Linked DNA regions of Mus musculus: region 2 is linked to region 1. The links are chromatin contacts, called in public HiChIP or PLAC-seq maps. All regions are on one chromosome and are shown on one strand. The core of a region is the stretch at or near the end of the contact, and the rest is flanking DNA. Distances in the headings are between cores, read along the strand shown.

What was found. HiChIP or PLAC-seq counts read pairs in DNA pulled down with a chosen protein or histone mark.
Region 2: an H3K4me3 HiChIP or PLAC-seq map of embryonic stem cells shows a contact between it and region 1, with 49 read pairs. The contact joins the promoter of Nppb here to the promoter of 2510039O18Rik in region 1. A contact is called at or near these places in 4 of 39 promoter capture datasets (cranial neural crest and embryonic stem cells), 6 of 484 Hi-C or Micro-C datasets (embryonic stem cells, nephron progenitors, pancreatic cancer cells and 1 more), 8 of 115 datasets of contacts at active chromatin or transcription factors (the 230-238 cell line, the HL-1 cell line, the NIH/3T3 cell line and 3 more) and 3 of 9 other capture datasets (adipose tissue, liver and pancreatic islet).

What each region holds. Positions count from the first base shown.
Region 1 is chr4:147,937,962-147,943,296 of GRCm38.p6, forward strand. It overlaps 2510039O18Rik (RIKEN cDNA 2510039O18 gene), which reads left to right and starts at 2,934. Exons shown (of 3, transcript NM_029841.3): 1 at 2,934-4,096. The coding sequence starts at 3,064.
Region 2 is chr4:147,983,814-147,989,148 of GRCm38.p6, forward strand. It overlaps Nppb (natriuretic peptide type B), which reads left to right and starts at 2,087. Exons shown (of 3, transcript NM_008726.6): 1 at 2,087-2,288; 2 at 2,483-2,705; 3 at 3,149-3,392. The coding sequence starts at 2,163. The coding sequence ends at 3,165.

The DNA.
Region 1 (5,335 bases), core at 1,684-4,183:
GCAATGATTATTTCCAAGTTGTGGAATAAACATGTTCATAACTTATGCAGCGTTTCTAGGTCATATTATTGGGAATCGTTCTTCTTTTCTTGTTTCTCTTTTTCTTGAGAAAGATGTACAATACTTGTACAATTGAAGAACCACGTGTCCTTTCTGGGAAATAAGAACAGGCTGGAAAAATGGGCGTCCACCTCATTGTGCAGAGGTCAACTCACACTCTCACAGATGGTAGAAGAGAGGCCCAGGGCTATCCAGCAGCAAGCTCAAAGTCACAAGACCAACCAGAGGAAGCGACCTCAGCAGAATCTAGAACATTTGCTTCCTAGCAGGGACTTAGAGCCAGGAGCTGCTGCAGCTGGAGACAGGACTTGGCGCCAAGCATCCACCAGCATCCGCCGGGTGTTTTAGACCCAGAAGGTTGAGGACTGAGATCTCCAAACCCTTGGAGGAGGAAGTACAAGTGTAAATGGGGGAAGAACCAGCCAGCCTTGTTGGCTGGCTCGATTTTCAAAGCTCTTCCTCCAAGCTCACAACTGCCTTTCTCGTAAAGCTGTCACTTCTGTTTGCAAAACAAGAAACTAAGGCTCGAAGCAGTATCATCTGCCTGGCATCACACACCTGATGTGGGACCACAGTAAGGAAGCATCAGCCAGCTCCCAGCTAGAACTGCCTACAGCGATATACGCCAGATAGAAAACATTCCTGGGCAGTCATCAGAGTACAAATTAAAAGAGGGATCAGTTTTATAAACTGCCTGACCTTTCAAGAGGAAGAATTCACTCTTGTGAAGCCTGGCCTTACTCTTTTGGAACCTGTTTCCTGTTTGTTTCATCAAATTGCTAGAACTTGAGCCCAATCCAAGCTTCGTGTAGGGTGGCCTGTTTCTTTAAGCAAGAGGTGGTGGCTGCTGCCCAGATGTTGCCTCTAGTATTTCTAGTACGTGCTCCACGTGCAATGGACTGTTAAAGGCACAGGACTCCAATTTAATAGGAAACTGCTGGACAACTTCAGGATGGGAAGTTGTCCACACACAAACATGCATGCGGTTTCCTCCTGTCATCCATTAAAAAGTGGAGCTGGAGAGATGGTTCAGCAGTTAAGAGACTGGCAACTCACACGTGCCTGTAACTCCAGGGATCCCATACCATCTTCTGATTTGGACATACAACAATGTGCACATAGAGGCGTCAGCTCTCTCCTTCTACCACATAGGTCCTAGGTACAGAACTTAGGTCATCACACTTGCTGGCGAATGCTTTTACCTGCTGAGCCATCTTGCCATTAGATTTTTATTTTAACTTTAAGGTTCTGGGAAATCACTAGTGCTAGAGGAATATTCTGTTCTGAGCTAATAGTCTGCTAAAAAAAAAAGTGTGGTTGTTTTAGTTTGTTTTGAAATATGGTCTCACTGTGTAGACAGGCTAGCCTTGAACTTAGTAAAATCTACCTGCCCCTGCCTCTTGAAGAGTCAGATTAAAGATATGTGTACAACAACTGGCTAAAATGTGCTACTGAGCTCTGGGGTGTTTGTTTGCTTGCTTGCTTGCTTTAGTTTTTCTTTTTCTTTCTTTTTTTTTACACTGTAGCTGTCTTCAGACATTCCAGGAAACGGCATCAGATTTCATTACGGATCCCACCATGTGGTTGCTGGGATTTGAACTCAGGACCTTTGGAAGAGCAGTCGGTGCTCTTAACCGCTGAGCCATCTCACCAGCCCACTTTAGTTTTTCAAGACAGGGTTTCTCTGTGTAGTCCTGGCTGTCCTGGAACTCTGTAGACCAGGCTGGTCTCCAACTCCGAGAATTACCTGCCCTGCCTCTTAAATGCTAAGACTAACAGCATGTGCCACCACTGCTGGGCTCTTAGCATTCATTTTTGTGTGAAAATAAAAATGGGTAAAAAGCTGGACAAATGCCTTTGATTCTAGGGACTGGGGATGCTGAGAAAGGATCTTTTGGGCCTAGGAATTGTTTGAAGTCCAGTCTGGACAACAAAGGAAAGATTCTGTCTCAAAGATAAATAAAAATAAAAATCAAATCAAAACAGGACGAGCATTCTTCCAATGCGACACTGGCTTGCCACCTCAGCATACAGTTTTCTGTCTGCCTACAACCCACTAGAAGCCACCTTAAGTGACCGTTCAATTGTCAACTGTGAATTTGCAACAGCCCGTCTGGCTCTGGATTGCCCAGAATCCAAAGTGAAAACAATCGCCCACTGTCTACCTAGAATTCAAAGTGGAAACAACCACCCCACTGTCTGCTCCAGTGCTCCCAATGAATTCCGCCCCCCTCGCCCTTCCCCCCATATGGATGCTCCGGGTCTTGTCAAAGTATGAGATCTTAATGTTTCGCGTTATTTAATGAGTTAAAACTCAAGATTGACATCAAGAAAACTACTTGCTGTGTTCAAGAAACAGGCTGGATTTATGTCCCACTCTGGTGTACTCGCAGCCAGGCAGGTTTGAAACGCTGCCAACAAAATATTTCCTAGGAAATAATTTTTCAGTGGCTACCCTTCCTCCTCCTCTTCCTTCCCTCCTCCCTCCACTTCATTCCTCCCTGTCTCCTTCCCTTCTTTCTTTCCTTCCATTTACCCCCATGTCTTTTCTTCATTCAGTTAAATATAGTTTACAGAAACAGTACGTTCTTATTTTTTAACTTTAGGGCTGTTGAAACCATCAGCAGCAAACGAGGCGCAGCACATGTTGGGTTTGGCTTGCTCTCTGACTTTCTTTTCTTGCTCTCTTTTTTCCAACAAGCCGTTTGGACTCCTGCCCACACTCTTCCCTTCCCCACCCCGCCCCTCAGTCCAGGCCCCGCCCCCAAGGAGACCCCGCCCCCTCTCCAAATCCCGCCCCTGGCCGCTTTTCCACCTTGTCGCAAAAGACTCAGCGACGCCTTACGGCCGGTGGCGTTTGACGTCTAGGAGGCAACCAAGAAGAAGGAGGAAGCGGTGAAGGTGTCTGCTGGGGTGGCTGCGGCGGGCGTTGAGGAGGGCGCGGCGACGCGGCCCGGGGAGTGAGCGGCGGCGGCCGGGCGGGCAGGTTGGGCGGCGGGCCCGATGTGGCTGCAGCAGCGCCTGAAGGGGCTGCCGGGGCTGCTGTCGAGCAGCTGGGCCCGCCGCCTCCTCTGCCTGCTCGGCCTCTTGGTGCTGCTCCTGTGGTTCGCGAGCTCCGGGGCGCGGCGGGCGGCGGGCGGCCTGCACCTGCCGTCCTGGGCCCGCAGCGAGCCGGGCGCCGCCGAGCCGTCTGCCTGTCTGGAGGCGGCCACCCGCGCGTGGCGCGGCCTGCGTGATCGCGGCGAGGCGGTGCCGCTTGGCCCCGGGGTGCCAGCCCTGGTGGCCAACGGCTTCCTGGCTCTGGACGCCTCCAACAACCGGCTGTGGGTGACGCCCGGAGAGCGGGAGCCTGCCGTGACGCCGGACTTCGTGCCCTTCGTGCAGCTACGCCCGCTGAATGTGGTGGCCGAGGCTGGAGAGGCGGTGCTGCTTCTGCGGGAGGGCCTGCTGCGCCGAGTGCGCTGCCTGCAGCTGGGGACCCCGGGCTCGGGCCCTGCCGCTGGTGTCCCCGGGCCCGCCTCGGCCTCCGGGCTCTCCGCGGGGTCGGGCCGGGACTGCGTGCTACTGCAGGAGGACTTCCTGGCGCACCGAGGCCGACCCCACGTCTATCTGCAGCGCATCCAGCTCAACAATCCCACGGAGCGCGTGGCCGCGTTGCAGACTGTGGGGCCCACCGCAGGCCCAGTCCCCAAATCCTTCACCAGCACCCTGGAGAAGGTCGGAGATCACCAGTTTCTCCTCTACTCGGGCCGGTCCACACCCCTTCCATCGGGGCTGGTGCACTTGGTCGTGGTGACCTCTAAGAAGTTAGTGAACAGGCTCCAGGTGGCTCCCAAGACACAGCTGGACGAGACGGTGCTGTGGGTGGTGCACATCTCTGGTCCCATCCACCCCCAGGTGCTCAAAAGCAAAGGAGCCAAGGAGCTCAAGGCGCTGCAGGACTTAGCACGGAAGGAGATGCTGGAGCTGTTGGAGATGCCCGCCTCGGAGCTGCTTCAGGATCACCAGTACCTCTGGGCCCAGCTCTTCAGTCCCGGTGAGGCCTCGTTGCGGGCTTGGTGCCCAGCCACCACTTGACGTCCGTGTGCATACTGTCCACTTTAGTGGTGTCCCCCCATGCTCGGTGGTGGTCACACAGAGGGTTGCAACTTGGCCTTGATGTTCAACGGTTGGCTCTTCTTAAACACTTTGAAGCTATATGATCTTGGCTCTGTGGTCTTAGCTTTTTGAGCCATAACAGTAAGTTTTATAAGGTTTTAGTGGAGGTTTGAGTGTACACGTTCAGTTTTATTGTCTGTTCTTGGCCTTGAGGCCTGACCTGAGCTGGTGGAGGGGTTTGGTTTGTGAGGGGGAGAGAGTCAGTTTGTAAAGAAGAAACCATCAGGGAGATGCAGAGGCACTCTGTTTTGGCCACCGGAACTTGTTTCTGTCTGACTTCAGCTTCTGACATTTGAGACTAAGATTCACCTTGCCACTGTAGTGGCAGTGCTAATTAATGCCAGAATGCTGGAGACTTCCTCCAGTGCGTGAATGTGCAGGCAAAGCGAAAACTTTCTTAAAAAAAACAACAGCAAAAAACAAAAACCTCTTATTTATTCTTTGGAAATGAAAACCTTTCCTGTCAACTGTTTAAGAAAAGAAATACAATCCACAGTCAGTACTGAGTTTTGGTTTTCAGGGTTACAGTTACCATCACTCCCCTATGGTTGTGCAGAGAGAGTTTTGTTCAGTCAAGAGGTATCTCCCTGGCGGGGCAGTGGTGCCTTACGCCTTTAATCTCAGCACTTGGGAGGCAGAGGCAGTTGGAACACTGTCTCAAAAACAAAAAACAAAAAAAAAAAGTAGCTGTAGACCAGGCTGGCCTCAAACTCAGAAATCCACCTGCTTCTGCCTCCCAAGTGCTGGGTTTAAAGGCGTGCGCCACCACTGCCCGGCTGGCAAGCAAGTTTTATCCACGAAGTGCTTGCTTTAGTCTGGTTTGGGAGAAGACAGGAACATGAACATTTTAAGAGGGACAACTCTGGAAAGCTCTGTGAAGAACCTGGATTGTGTAGTACTGGCAAGGGTATGGGGTGGGAGGGCCACCCCTCTGCTCCCTGGTATAGAGACACTCAGTTAGGCCTGAGTGGCAAGAAGCAGCCAGTCATGTGACCAGAAAGAGGGCATTCAAGGCTGGAGACTGCCCTAAGCAGGTTAAGCCAGGTGCTGAGCAGGATCAGGGCGGTGTGAACTTGAAGCCTTGAGGAAGGACCAGGAGTTTATTCTGAGATGGGAG
Region 2 (5,335 bases), core at 837-3,336, 45 kb after region 1:
CCTGTCTCAAAATATGTACAGTCCGTTAAACAGAGCATTCAGGAGGTAGGAACAGGCAGATCTCTGTGAGTTCAAGATCAGCCTGGTCTACAAAGTGAGTTCCAAGCCACCTAAGGACTACACAATAAAACCCTGTCTCAAACAAGCAACAACAAAATAAGTGGATGCTGAAAGAGGGTGTCAGATCCCCTGGAACTGGAGTTGTAAGTAATTGTGAGCCACCATGTGGGCACGGGAACCAAACCTAGGTCCTCTAGAAGAGCAACCAGTGTTCTAAAGCACCTCAGCCATCTTCCAGCACTGGGGATTATTTTTATTGTGTTAGTTGAGGAGCGAAGACCCACTGTGGGTGGCCCCGATCCATGGATGGGGTTCTGGACTATATAAATGGAGAGAGAGAGAGAGAGAGAGAGAGAGAGAGAGAGAGAGGAATTTACTGCTCTCTGCTTCCTGATTGTGGGTGTTACATTACCAATGGCTTCAAGCTCCTGCCACACACAAGCCAGATGACAGGAATGGTGATAGAGATGTGGATAGTGGCTATCTCAGAGGAGAGATAAGCTCTATCAGGAACTTGGCTGGGGGTCCTTTGTATGACCTGTTAGCCAAGAATCTGGCTTTATTCTGCCTGTGTCCTGAGAATTTACTGAAACTGGACGTGGGGGTGGTAGGCTAATTGGTTTCTCAGAGGGAAATTGTGTGAGAAGGATTAGGATTAGGAGACAAATTCATGTGCAAGGAGAAGGGTTGAGCTAAGAGTGGAGATGGAGGCATTCTCTGCCTCTCCTAAACAATTGCTTAGAAGAGAGTGTGTGTTTCCCTTGGGTCAGAACACAGAATCTCATGCAAACATGGGTCCGAGAGGCCCAGAAGCTTGCAGAAGAACCTAACAGCTTTCTCCAAATGTGACTGGTTCTGGACTCATGATCTTCTAACTATCCCCTTTCTCCATCTCTGCCTTAACCCACTGCCACTCCTGGTCATTGTCCTTGACCAACCTGACAGTTGTTAGCACAGATTCTGCAGAAGGGATAGAGACACTGGGCGCACACCTGGGTGTATATGCCTCAGCTTCACTTCCTCAGAGTCTCAATTCTCATCTGAGTGGGAGGCTGGGTGCGTTGTGTGAGGGAGACGTCACTGTTGGCCGATCAGCTAAGAGAGAGCTGGGGAGAGGCCTTTCCCACACGTCTGGAGTCTAGGCACACTTTCTCTTCCACTCATGGTGGGGGAGGAGACTTTGGCACCCAGAGATGATGCCCCAGATGGCATGGCTACGTGACCTCATCTTTGGGTCAGACTCAAAATTCTATCCTAATCAGCTCTTCTTGTTAAGGGTCAGAAAGGAGGGTTGGAATTCCAGAAGTTCCTTGTCATATCCCAGCTTTTAATCAGTTGACACTGGAGAGTGAGCATCCTCAAGCTGAAATCTTCACAAGTTTTTGAGGGGGGTTGTTGGAAGGTGGGTATCAAAACCATTGTGTGAGCCACATAGCTCCTTCTGGCCTGGAAATCGGTTGAGGAGAGAGCTTGAAAGTTGGTGTGAAGTACACGTGTGGCGATCAGAACCACGGACAGCTACCAGAGTACCCGGAAGTAGTGCAGTCCAGCTAGGTGCTGGGAAGCCAGGCCGGGCCTGGATTACAGGTTTGGAGGACACTCTCCCCGGGAGGCTGGTGATGGTGGGTGTTGTTTGGGAATGTTTTCCATGAGTCACGCCATAAGCCCCACACTCGCCACAGGCTGGGAAAGCTGGGGCTCTCCCCGCCATTTCCAATAGGGGTGGGGCAGGATGTCATAGGCCCTCAGGCTCTGCATGAAAGAAGGGAGCAGGAAGCAAGGACTGTTAGTGTGTTCCGCACACCCCCACCCTAGCCCAGCCCATTTCTATACAAGGCTTGCTCTCCACAGCCTCCACCCACAATGAATACTCCACACAGGCACAGAGGGGTGAATTCTCAGGTCCTGAGCTCAGCCGGCAGGAATGCAGCTGATAAATCAGAGATAACCCCACCCCTACTCCGTGAAAAGGTCTGGCCGGACACTCAGCCCCAGTATAAAAGGCAGAGGCACCGTTGTTGAAGACACCAGTGCACAAGCTGCTTGGGGAGGCGAGACAAGGGAGAACACGGCATCATTGCCTGGCCCATCGCTTCTGCGGCATGGATCTCCTGAAGGTGCTGTCCCAGATGATTCTGTTTCTGCTTTTCCTTTATCTGTCACCGCTGGGAGGTCACTCCTATCCTCTGGGAAGTCCTAGCCAGTCTCCAGAGCAATTCAAGATGCAGGTGAGCACTGAGGGTCTGCCTGAAGGGTTTGGGAAGCGGCAATGAAAAGACCTCGAGTCCTTTGGGAATTAGCCATGTGAGAGTCAGCAAACTGAAAGATTGGGCAGCATATCTCTTAACTGATGAGCACTATGGAAGGATGGGGGATTCAGGTGTGTGTGTTTCTGACGTCTGGGCTCCCCAATCCATCACAGAAGCTGCTGGAGCTGATAAGAGAAAAGTCGGAGGAAATGGCCCAGAGACAGCTCTTGAAGGACCAAGGCCTCACAAAAGAACACCCAAAAAGAGTCCTTCGGTCTCAAGGCAGCACCCTCCGGGTCCAGCAGAGACCTCAAAATTCCAAGGTGACACATATCTCAAGCTGCTTTGGGCACAAGATAGACCGGATCGGATCCGTCAGTCGTTTGGGCTGTAACGGTGAGCACCTACCTTGCCACTTCCCTGCAAAGCTGCACACCCATCCCATCCCCGTGCATGCTACCCTTAGAGGCCCCTAGGTTTGCTATCTGGCATACTCCTGCAGCCTGTCAGGAAATATCACATGGGTTCTGCATTACATTCTCACAGGTCAGCACCTACCTTCCATCAGAGGGGTCACACGCTCTGAGGGAGCAGACTGCCTGATGTCTAATCACCCCTTCACAAGGCAGAAAGAGTTCTGAGCATTTCCCCTCAGGCAAAGGGCATGCCCAACCCACTTTACAGGAGAAACAGAGGCCCTGTGAGATAGCTTTTTCCAGAGCCTTAAACTTCGACATCATCTGGGGACTGAAGATGGGGGTGTGGTGGTGGTGGGGGACTCGGCACCTGCTTCAGTTTCACTTCCGAGTGTGACATTGCCCTGTCTCTCCTCCCCACAGCACTGAAGTTGTTGTAGGAAGACCTCCTGGCTGCAGGAGACTCCAGTTTCTGACTCTGCCTGGGTCTCTTTCCCCAGCTCTGGGACCACCTTTGAAGTGATCCTATTTATTTATTTATTTATATTTATTTTTATTTTTATTTTTTAATTTATTTTGTTGTTTTTCTACAAGACTGTTTCTTATCTTGGAGCACAAACTTGCCACAACATAATAAACATAGCGTATTTCCTGCTTTTGAAAAGGATTTGTGTCCGTGAGTTTCAATCTATCTCTTAGCTCTTTTACTTTGCTTTTGTTTATTTTGGTTTAAGATAGACCTGGCTGTCCTCAAACTCGCAGAGATCCACCTGCCTCTCCCACCAGAGTGCAGGGATCAAGGGCATGTACCACGGCTGCCCAGCTGGAACCCTCTCCTTTGAATGCCATGTATCACCGAAACTCAGCTGAGGGCCAAAGGTCCTCATGACTAGTAATGTCATGATTATCATCACTCCCATTTTATGGGCGAGAAAACTGAAATTCAGAAAAGCCAGGCCTCCTGGGACATGAGGGGACAGCTGAGTGGCTGGCACATCTGTTCTGGCTGGCTTGAGCAGAGCTCTGGAGAGTGTCTAATGGAGAGAGGGGACCGAGAGGTGGCTCTTCGTGTGATTTCTCATTTCGATCTTGTGTGCACTCAAGGCTGTGGATATCTAATGAAAGCAATGAGGGTTTTTTTTTTCTTTTTTAAAGTTGAGGTTTAAAAAGTAGCTTATTTTCCAAGCATCCGTGAGTCATCTTCTGATGCTTCTGATGCAGAGGCAACGAGTAGCTAGAACAGTTGATGTGGACAAAGCCCTTTTTAACAAGGCAGGCACGGTTCCATCAGCTGGGACAGCCCCTTGTGACTCTGAGAAGAAGCTGAGCACCCTCCTTTGGCAGGCAGGGAAACCTAGGCATAGAGAGAGCGGTCCTGTGATTTGCCCAGGGTCGTGAAGTTAGTAAGCAGCAGAGCTACGTTCTGACCCAGGTTCTCATCACTGTCCACACAATCTCTTCCAAGCCAGGGACTTAGGCTTGCTGCTGGCATAGACACTCTAACCCACTCATGGCTCATCCTACAGATGCACATTTGAGCCATCACCTGCTTGCAGCCTGCACCTCTGCTCAGGGGACAGTACACACCCATTTTCCCAGGAGACTAGGCACATCTGTTAATAGGGGTCCATTGCTTGGGTGTGACTCATGCTGCACCCAGTACTTGGCTATCTTTTTCCAAGCAAAGTCCTGGAAAGGCTACCCAGAGGGACACCTCGCTGAGCTTCCAGGAGGATGTTGCTAGCTGAAAGCACTACAGGGCATGTCCTTTAAAACCAGTCTCCTGGCTGGGCATGAGGCTCAGCCACAGAGCACTTGCCTTGCATGGGTCTCACACCCAGCACTCCCCTACTCTCCCACCAGTAACACTAAACACACTTTCAGAATCAAATTTTTAAAAATCTGGGTGATGGTGGCACACGCCTTTAATCCCAGCAGAGGCAGGCGATCTATGAGTTCGAAGCCAGCCTGATGTTCAGAGTGAGTTCTAGGATAGTCAAGGCTACACAGAGAAACTCTATCTTGAAAAACATAACAAAACAAAACAAAACAAAACAAAACAAAACAAAACAAAACAAAACAAAACAAAACAAAAGAGTATAAAGAAATCATAGAAGGGAGGCTGATGCGATCTATAGCTTAGTTGGGAAAGTGCCTGTCATTGATATAGGGACCTGGGATTGGATTCTCAGCATTCACATGAAAGCTGGGCACAGCAGCCTGGATCTGTAATCCAAGCTCTGAGGGGGCATAGACAGAAGGCTTAGTTCTGTGCAGCCAGCATAGCTGAGCCAGTGAGCTCCAGGTTCAGCAAGAGAGCACTTGAGGAAGGCACATTGATCTCTGGTCTTCACACACATGTACATAAGTGCAAACACGTGCAGACACACACACACATATACCACACATCCATAAAAATAATACACAAATAATTAGAGCAGAGCCTATTGCTGGTGCTTGTCCAGTGTGCAGAAGTCCTGAATTCCATCCCTGGTGCCGCATAAACAGGGGTTGCTACATGTGTGTATAATTCCAGAACGCAAGAGGTAGAGGATCAGTTTTGGGCCTTCCTAAGCTACATGGGAAGTATGCTGGTTAGGTCTTTTTGTT